2 separate regions of the Pan troglodytes genome follow, and region 1 is linked to region 2. The links are chromatin contacts, called in public HiChIP or PLAC-seq maps. All regions are on one chromosome and are shown on one strand. The core of a region is the stretch at or near the end of the contact, and the rest is flanking DNA. Distances in the headings are between cores, read along the strand shown.

What was found. HiChIP or PLAC-seq counts read pairs in DNA pulled down with a chosen protein or histone mark.
Region 1: an H3K4me3 HiChIP or PLAC-seq map of stem cell-derived excitatory neurons shows a contact between it and region 2, with 3 times the contacts expected there. The contact joins the promoter of MARK3 here to the promoter of LOC129136916 in region 2. A contact is called at or near these places in 1 of 7 Hi-C or Micro-C datasets (stem cell-derived neural progenitor cells) and 1 of 1 datasets of contacts at active chromatin or transcription factors (stem cell-derived excitatory neurons).

Annotation. Positions count from the first base shown.
Region 1 is chr15:101,403,508-101,408,002 of NHGRI_mPanTro3-v2.0_pri, reverse strand. MARK3 (microtubule affinity regulating kinase 3) reads right to left here and starts at 1,891. Exons shown (of 16, transcript XM_001138504.7): 1 at 1,172-1,891. The coding sequence starts at 1,222.
Region 2 is chr15:101,350,909-101,355,796 of NHGRI_mPanTro3-v2.0_pri, reverse strand. It overlaps LOC129136916, which reads left to right and starts at 2,847. Exons shown (of 1, transcript XM_054665822.2): 1 at 2,847-4,888. The coding sequence starts at 2,847. The coding sequence ends at 3,395. It overlaps EIF5 (eukaryotic translation initiation factor 5), which reads right to left and starts at 2,305. Exons shown (of 11, transcript XM_016926765.4): 1 at 2,097-2,305; 2 at 763-1,042; 3 at 578-659; 4 at 1-18. The coding sequence starts at 834.

The DNA of each region.
Region 1 (4,495 bases), core at 642-3,141, 53 kb before region 2:
GCTATCCAGCAAACAAGCGGCATTTTTGAAGATCAAAATGAAAGCATTAACTCCACTAGGCCACAACATCTCAGGACATTACTGAAAGCATGAAAACACTCAAAGCGAGGAAGCATTCCCTAAGAGAAGACATTTCGTGCCAGCAATTACCTCATAACACTTTTAATGAAAGGCCAGTGAAGTTTCTTTACAAATTATTTACTAGATGTTTTACAGAATATAGGCAACAACTAGATTGAAACACTTTTGAACCCAGTGTTAGAGGAGAGTTCAGAAAACGAACAGAGTCAAACGTTTCTTCAATCGAATTTCTACTGCAAGTTCTCATTCTCTAGCAATGCTGTTCCTGGCATTTTGTAGTTTCACATGAACAAAATCAAAGGTTCCTTTTATAAAACCATAGCCTGTGAGCGCTGAAAGGGACCTAAGAGCTCATCTAAGCCAATCTCTTTTTAGGAAGGAGGACAGCGAAGCCCCCAGCGGGTGTCCCTCAGCTAGGCAGTGAGTGGCAGAGCACAGCTTCACTATACATCTGCTTTTCTGCTTTTCAAAATGTTTAACCAACTCCTTCAAAAAAGATTTGTATGGAAAGGAAACTGCCTTAATAAAGGCTGCGCGCTAGTGTTTTTGGAATTCCTAAGGGGACCGCAAAGATCCCTCAGTGGACACTTAGTGACTGTGATTAAATTTAGTTCCAGACCATCTTAAAGAGCGAGACCGCCCACTTGACCCAATCGATTACTCTTACTCAGCACCGGTAACATATGTTATTAATGTGACAGTCTCTCAAGAACTGCCTGACCAAGTTAAAAGCAGAGTTCGGTTAAAATAAGCGCTGACCACTGCAGTGATCTGACACACACATTTGCACAATCCATTGCGCGGCAACCTGGCCTCTCAAAGCACCGATCCGTAACGCTGCAACTCCTGGGCTTTATTAACCGACTAGACTGCCGGCATAATCGATATACTTCGCAGACCCGCCCGCGAACAGCGGGACAGGGCAGACTTCTGGAGGAAACGGTCCGACCTGGCTGCCTCTTGGGTGACTACGGCCTGCCCTCTATTTCCAGAGCGTTCGGCTGGGGGGAACACCCGACTGCAAGGCACTGCCCGAGGAGCACGAATGCCACCCCGAAGGTCCGCCAACTACAACGCCCAGGTTACTTACGTTTTCAGTGTCTCGTTCATTCACCGTTGGCAATGGGGTCCTAGTGGACATTTTACTGCACTTTAATTCTGCACAATGCGAGGGTGAAAACAAAACAGCACAGCCCTAGGAGGCCGGCGACCAGCGTCCTCGAGTCCACGGCAGTTCTGAAAAGGCGCCGTGGGGAGAGCGGCTCCCTTCCCCCTACGGCCGTCTAGATCCCGGGCCTGGCCCGGGCCGTCCCCCGGCGGGTCCCGGGGCTCATTCTCTCCCTGCCTCGGCGGCCGAGGCGAGGAGACCGGGAGGGCGGCAGTGGCGGAGCCGAGCCTGCGGGCGGCGGGCTGCGCTTCGGCCCGCCGGCGTCCCCTTGCCTCAGGGCGCCCCGCGATCCTGGGCCCCCTCAGCTCCTTCTCCACTCCCTCCCGTCGCACCGCGAATTTCAGCTCGCGGGCCTCCACACAGCGCCGCCGGCGGCGCCTGAAAAAGAGGAGGCGGAGGAGGATGTGAAGGAAGTGGAGCGCAAGACAGGCCGCCGCGGGCTGTGGGCGCCGACCATGGAGCGGGCTGCGGAGGAGGCGCCTGCGCCCGACTGCTTCTCCCTCTCTAGCGAGCTTGCTGCCTCAGCCTCCGCCCTGCTGGCCGCCGCTGCCGCCGCCGCACCCCGGCACCTCGGAGCCTTACGGAGCCAAGATGGCCGCCCCTCGGCTTCCTCTGCTGCCTCCGGCTGCCGGAAGTGACGACAGGCCGCCACCCGGAGTCCCGCCAATCAGCATGGCCTGAGAAAGCCGGCCCGGCTGTTGTTGCTAGGGGCGACTTGGTCCAGACCCCGCCGCGGGGGCGGTGCAGAGGGCTGGATAGTGCTGGTCCGGTCTCCGCTGACTCCCGCGGGCTGCGGGTTCCTCCTGTCCCGAGCGCGCCGGCAACCGCGAAAGAGCCGAGAAACGGCTCTGGGCGACAGCCAGAGCCCTCCCGCTGAGTTGGCATTTACACACTACAGGCCTGGGTTGGCTGGATTACAGATCGAGAGCCTATTGTGCGCAAAAGTTGCGGTTGCATCCCTGGGACTGCGCTGCACCGAATGGAGCCCCAGCATTAATTAATGACAGGGCCGGGGCTACGGGAAGGCGCCGGGCTCTTGCATCCTTAACTGTGACCCGGGAGTCAGGCTCTCGCCAACAAACCTTCCCGTCTCCGGATCTGAGCAGCTGCGGGCTGGGCGCGGACCCTGAGGGCAGCAGGCGCCTCTTGCCCTCAAGGAGCTGGTGGTCAGACGGGTGACAGACCCGGACCCAGCTAAATGCCATCCGGATGGAAGAGTGCAATAACGAGGGTGGCACAAAGGGGATGGGGTCGGGGGCGAAATGAATCTGTAGAGGACCCCAGGAACCAGCTTCCAAATGCCTGTAGGGGGTTTATAAGCAGGCTTTTCTTACAGTCAGTGCGTTGCTGCTGGAAGACTGGAAGCATCTCTGGGTGCCAGCCTCGGGCCAGGCTCGGTAGATGCCTGCAGGCTGGAACACTGGAAATGCTACCTGACCTGGAAGCCTTCCTTGCCCATTCACCTCTTCACGTGCTCGGTGCCTCTACTCAGCTCCTGGCCAGCGGTGGATGGAATCCATGGGTGCAGGGTCCGAAGAGGGAGAGTAGTGTGAGATGGGGGTGACAGGAACTGTTACCGAGAGTCGAGTCTACCTTGTGGGTTCATGACATTTGTTACCTCATTTAGCCTCAGGGTAACCCTATGAGATGGGCAGACACACATGCGATCCGAAGTCTAGACAGGTACAGTGACTTGGCTAAAGTACACAGGTTGGTTAGCGACAGAGCTGGGATTCTAACCTAGTTCCCAAAGCTTGGATAATAGGTAAGCCCTTGTAGTGGGTGGCTATGTCATGCTTGCTTTCCCTTTGGTCCGTTGGCATCCCAACTGTCTTGCTATGTTTGAGACATTTCTTGCTCCACGAAATATATGTTTGTTGTTGTTGTTGTTGTTGTTGTTGTTTTGGGACGGAGTTTTGCTCTGTCGCCCAGGCTGGAGTGCAGTGGCGCGATCTCCACTCACTGCAAGCTCCACCTCCCGGGTTCACGCCATTCTCCTGCCTCAGCCTCCCGAGTAGCTGGGACTGCAGGTGCCCACCACCATGCCTGGCTAATTTTTTTTGCGTTTTTGGTAGAGATGGGGTTTCACCGTGTTAGCCAGGATGGTCTCGATCTCCTGACCTTGTGATCTGCCCGTCTCGGCCTCCCAAAGTGCTGGGATTACAGGCGTGAGCCACTGCGCTCGGCCAAATATATGTATCTTTAAACGCCAGATTCACTCCCAGAGAGGCCAGAGGCTCCCAATGTTAAAACACCTGAGGACTAAGGTAACACTCAGGGCTCCCATCTAACCCTCAGAGAGGAATGCTCAGGGGGCCAAGAGTGGTTCTATTTAAAATGTGAATAGGGGCCGGGCGCGGTGGTTCACGCCTGTAATCCTAACACTTTGGGAGGCCGAGGTGGGCGGATTGCCTGAGCTCAGGAGTTTCAGACCAGCCTGGCCAACATGGTGAAACCCCATCTCTGCTAAAATACAAAAAATTAACCAAGCATGGTGGTGTGTGCCTGTAGTCCCAGCTACTAAGGAGGCTGAGGCGAGAGAATCTCTTGAACCTGGGAGGCGGAGTTGAAGTGAGCGAAGATCAGCCCACTGCACTCCAGCCTGAGCAACAGAGCAAGACTGCGTCTCAAAAAACAAAATAAAGTAAAATAAAATGTGAATAGGGAGATGGCATGCACATCTGTAATCCCAGCTACTTGGGAGCCTGAGGTGGGAGGGTCACTTGAGCCCGGGAGTTGGAGACCAGCCTGGGCAACAGAGTGAGACCTTGTCTCTACAAAAACTTAAAAAAAAAAAAAAAAAAAAAGGCAGAAGGATGATGCCCACTGCACTCCTGCCTGGGAGACAGAGCAAGAACATGCCTCAAAAATAAATAAATAAGTAAATAAATAAATAAAGTTATTCTCTTTCTCCTTCTGGCCAAGAGGAGTTAGTGGAATTCCATTAGTTAAATGTGTGCTTCACACACTTCAACTGCAATGTTGGTTATGATAAGACGGGGTGAGCATAAGTGTTGTGGGAGACCCAAGCAGGGACATTTAGCTCAACTCGGGGGTTTGGATCAGGGAAGGCTTCCTGGGGGAGAGGATGTTTATGCTGAGTCTAAAAGCATGAGCAGAGTTAGCTGTGGGAGGATGGGTAGAAAGGACAGTTCAAGCAGAAGGATGGCCTGATGAGCACCGCAATGAGAAGCCACACGGTGGGTCTGGGTAAATATCAGGAGAGTGAGCGGTGAGAAGTGAGAC
Region 2 (4,888 bases), core at 1,598-4,097:
CAAAATATTTGGTGGGATCTATTTGAATGAAAAAGGAGTTTGGATCATTACAGTTAACTAGATCTCTGGCTACTCAGTCACATTTGTACGAACGCCACTTTTTTTTTTTTTTTTGAGACAGAGTCTCACTCTGTCACCCAGGCTGGAGTGCAACGGCGCGGTCTCAGCTCACTGCAACCTCCGTTTCCGGGGTTCAAGCGATTCTCCCCCTTCAGCCTCACAAGTAGCTGGGACTACAAGTGCATGCCACCACGCCTGGCTAATTTCTGTATTAGTAGTAGACTCAGGATTTCACTATGTTGGCTAGGCTGGTCTAGAACTCCTGACCTCGTGATCCACTTGCCTCAGCCTTCCAAAGTGCTGGGGGTTACAGGTGTGAGCCATCGCGCCCAGCCATCCACTCTTTAAATGCGTTCCCCTGGTAGTTTTGTAAACTCATGGCAACCAATAAACCACGGTTCCTCACAACTTGTAAGGTAATTAGCTAGCACACAATTAGAACAAGTTTTGCAGCTCAAAGACTTGGAAGACTCTATCCATAATATGCCCTTTATGGACTTTTCCAAGCTTTACTTACACGTTGGAGGCCGATTAAGCGCCTTTGCAACGTCAACCATGTTGACTATAACTGTCTTGATTCCATTGCCTTTGCCCTCAACCTAAAGGAAATAAGAATTTTAGTTGTGCAGTTTCCCCTGACAAATGCAAACTTCAAAATTCTACAAAAAGAGCTATCAACTAAATTGAAGAGCAGTTTATTACCTTGGCAATCAGACGGGGCATCTTGTAGCGATAGAACTGGTCTGACACGCTGCGGTTGACGTTGACAGACATTTTGGCTTATTAGTGACTTTATCAATAAGATGAAGAGATCTTTGATTGCAACTTTTTGGTATCTTCTGTCTGGAGAAGAAGGGATGACATAAACGACTGCAAGAGTTCTCGGTCTCTGACATGAAAAAATTTTCGCCACTGAGGCTGTAAGCTTCTTGCTTGTATGCTATGTTTCCCCAATACAGGTACCAATGGCTGCGCAACAGCTCTGAAAGAAAAAGGGAAAGAACACACAAAAATCCCCCCAGGTTTAACACCATCGCTGGATGGAAACGCCTCCTTTTACATCCTAGTTATGCTTCCGCTTAATTCCACCTTAAAAAGCATCTGAGATCACATGCAAACAGCCATTCTCATGTAACACAGTACAATCTGCGGGAACATAAAAAGGCCTCCATTTCGACTAAACTGTGACTCTGGTAGGGAAATGCCTGACAAGAAAACACAAGCTGTGCTGCCTCAGCCGCCGTGAGATTCCATCAGACCGAGGGCAATCAGCAGGTTTGCCTCTGCGGCCATCCTGGAAGTGCTGAAGAACGAACCCAGCCCTCTCCGCCGCCCACCCCGCCCGGATAAGCAAACTTCTCAGGCACACCCCCGTTCGTCTTCATTTTTAAGGGGAAACTAGGGAACTGTTCTCTACAACTAGTTGTTGCTTCGGCAACCATGGCTTACTTCAAAGCAGCACTTCCTTAAACGCAGCGCTCGCCCAGAAGGGCCATTAAGCAAGAGAGCGCGAGCGAACGCCAGGCTCGCCCCGGCCTCCCTTTTCCTCGCTATTCAAACACTCGGTTAACCTTCGCCCTGGTCCCCATGGCTACCGCGCTCCGAGGCGTTTCCGCGGGGGCTGGCGAACCCGGCAGCTCCGCCAAGGAGGGCGGCGCGCGACCGGGGCGTCTGGCCCCATCCCCAGCGCGTCCCCCGAGAGCCGGCGGCCCCGGAGGGTGCACAGCCGGGAAGCGACACACGGCCGAGGGGTGCCGGGATCGGGCCGCCCCCGCCCCGGAGCGCGCGATGACTCACAAATGCAGCAGCTGAAGCCTGAGTCAGCCCGAGCGGCGGGCACGCGCGGCGCGCTCCCGCCAGGCCGGGGAGGGGGCGAGGCCGGGCCGGGGAGCGCGCGGGGAGGGGGCGGCCGGTACCCGGGCCCGCGCCCGCCCGCCGTCCGCCCAAACTGCGCCACACGCCGCGGCGGGGTCACGCGGCGGCCGCCGCCATCTTGTGCGGCCGCCATCTCCTGGCCCGCCGCGCCCGCGACTCACCGTTTTCGTCAAATAAAGACATAAACCCAACGCTGCTCGCCCGGGACTGGGATGAAGTGAGGCGCGATATAAACCCGAGTCCGAGTCCGAGGAGGCGGAGGCGAAGCGCAGCGAGGAGCGGCCGGGCCAGGTGCCGCCGCCGAGCAGCGGGGAGGGGCTGTCCCAGCGACGTCCGCGGTCCACACCCGTCAGCGCCGGAGCTGGGCGACCTGGCGCGGAGAGACGGCGCCGTGAGCCGTGGGCGGTCGGGGAGTGCGCCTTCCCCGCCAGCCAGCGGCCCGAGGGGTCGAGGGGGCGGGAAGCACCGGGCCGGGGGCCGCCCCTCCACCGGACTCACCTCTGGAATGTTCTCGCTCTGACTGAACAACGCCGCCGCCGCGCTCAAGCTACCCTCGGCCCCAGCGTCCGCCCCCCGCGTCAGGCCTCACTGCCCATTGGCTGGAGGCCTGCCACAGCTCGCTCGTCATTGGTTCGCTTGCGACGTCAATCGCATCTTGCCGCGCCCCTTCTGCTTCCTGAGGCTCCACTCGCGGCCTCGGCCCGCCTCCAGCCCCGGCCCCGCTTCCTTCCTCTCCCCTCCCCCGCCTTTCCCAGAGGTCTTCGCGGCGCAGCCCTTGGGTCTCGCGATACCCGGAGTGGCCCTGGTGGCGGGGCCAGGGCGCCGGGGGCCGTTCTTTGTCGGTTTGGGCCTTGAGGGGAAGATGGTGGTTGGTCCCCTCCCTCGCCGGGTCTGGGACAGGCCGCGGCGTCATGGCGACTCCCGGGACGCAGGAGCCATCGTCCTCGAAACTGCTTTCGAGGCCGTGTTTTTGCGGCCGCCACCTTCGGGCAGAGGAACCCGACCGCGTTCTCCCCGCAGCGGGCGCTCATCTCCCTTTCCCGTCCTCCCGGGACGCCCGTCTCCGGGCCTCGAGGAATGAGTTGTTTTTCCACCTTAAGCCCCAGGCCTGGGTCTTTCATCCCAGGGACGTCTTCTGTTTCGGACTCGGGGTGGATTGGCCGCTGGCGGAACGAGTCCGTGACTCGCCAGTGACCGCCCAGGGCGGTCGCGGGGCCGCGCCGCCTCGGTGTCGGCCCGCAACCCAGCCTGCGCGCTTAGCTCAGCGCGTCGCCTCCGGTTTTCGGAAGAGGAGGCCCTTAATTGGTTTGGAATCCCGGGGTCTCCTGAAGGCGCTTCGTGGTGGGTTCCCACCTTCTGGTGAAGGCCTCCCTGCTCTCCCAGGGTTGAAAAGCGCTATCCTTCGTGCTTCTCTTGTCACCTTTCTCCTAGTGGGCATCACGTCGAGTCCACCCCTCTAGTTTATGACTTGTGAATTCTTTGATAAGCAAATCGTAGCCCAGAGCAGGCATTTATAATGAGATTCCAATGTATTCCGTTGAAAATTACTATTATTTAGGCCGGTCGCGGTGGCTCACGTCTGTAATCCCAGCACTTTGGGAGGCTGAGGTGGGCGGATCACCTGAGGTCCGGAATTTGAGACCAGCCTGGCCAATATGGTGGAACCCTGTCTCTACTAAAAATACAAAAAATTAGCTGGGCGTGGTGGCTCGCTTGTAATCCCAGCTACTCGGGAGGCTGAGGCAGGAGAATCCATGAACCCGGGAGGCACAGGTTACAGTGAGCCGAGATCACACCACTGCACTCCAGGCTGGACAACAGAGCGAGACTGTCTCCAAAAAAAAAAAATTTTTTTTATTATTTAGAGAGAGGCTCTCATATTTTAGTTCTGTTGAAACTCTCCCATTCTTTCTGAAACTTGGATTTTTTTTGTGAAAACTTGAGTCTTAAAAACACATCCATAGTTCACCCTGAAGTTTGAAGACCTCACTTGACTGATGGAGCGAGAGCCCCGCTAACCTGCACTCTGGTCTCTAAGGTGCAGTCATCGAAAAGTCCTGAGCGGCCGTGCAGGTTTCCCGATCTGGAAAAGAGCAATGTTGCTGAGGACAGGATGAGGTAGATAAGGGGCTGCCCTTTGTTATAGACCAGTTGCATTTGCACTGAGGTTAGAATTGGCAGCTATGTTGATTTTTATCAAAATCCAAGATCGCGATTCCATAACTAAAAGCTTTATAAACAACTTAAAAATTGGCAGTGTTGGTAGGAAGAAATAAAGGCACAATCCAGAATTGAGAGGTGATTTGTGTTCTGTAGGGCAAGGACTTTTATAATCCCGCAGTGTGTACCTTGGTGTATAGTTGTTAAGCCAAATGCACAGTGCCTTATGAGTACCAGGGTTCCTATCAGACGAACTAGAAAAGGGGATCCCAGACATGCTGCTGCTGTTTCACTGTGGAGCATGACTTAGCAATCTTGAAACAGATCTGACTTTTTGCTTGGCAGCACAAAAATGATGTTATTTTAGAAACTCTGTTGGAAAGTATAGGCATGAAACTACTCTGAGGTGAGAGGCCTTCCTTTTCAGAAAAGTTTTAATAATGAAACACGAAGTAATTAGCTTTTTTGTATGTTTAGTGGCACAATTTTTAATTTCGTTGAAGTTTGTAATAATTTTAACTGCTTTTTAATATGTGTACCACTCATTTATATGCAACCATGGACAACTTTAAAAAATTATACTTTTGTGTTCTTTTTCTCCCTTTTATTTTTAGTTAATACATAACACATTTGTGGGATACAAAGTGATATTTCAGTACATGTATACAATGTGTAATGATCAAAGCACAGTAATCAGCATATCCATCACCTCAGATATTTATCATTTCTTTGTGTTGGGAACATTCAGAATTCTCTTTTCTAGCTTTTTGAAAATATACAATAGATTGTTGTT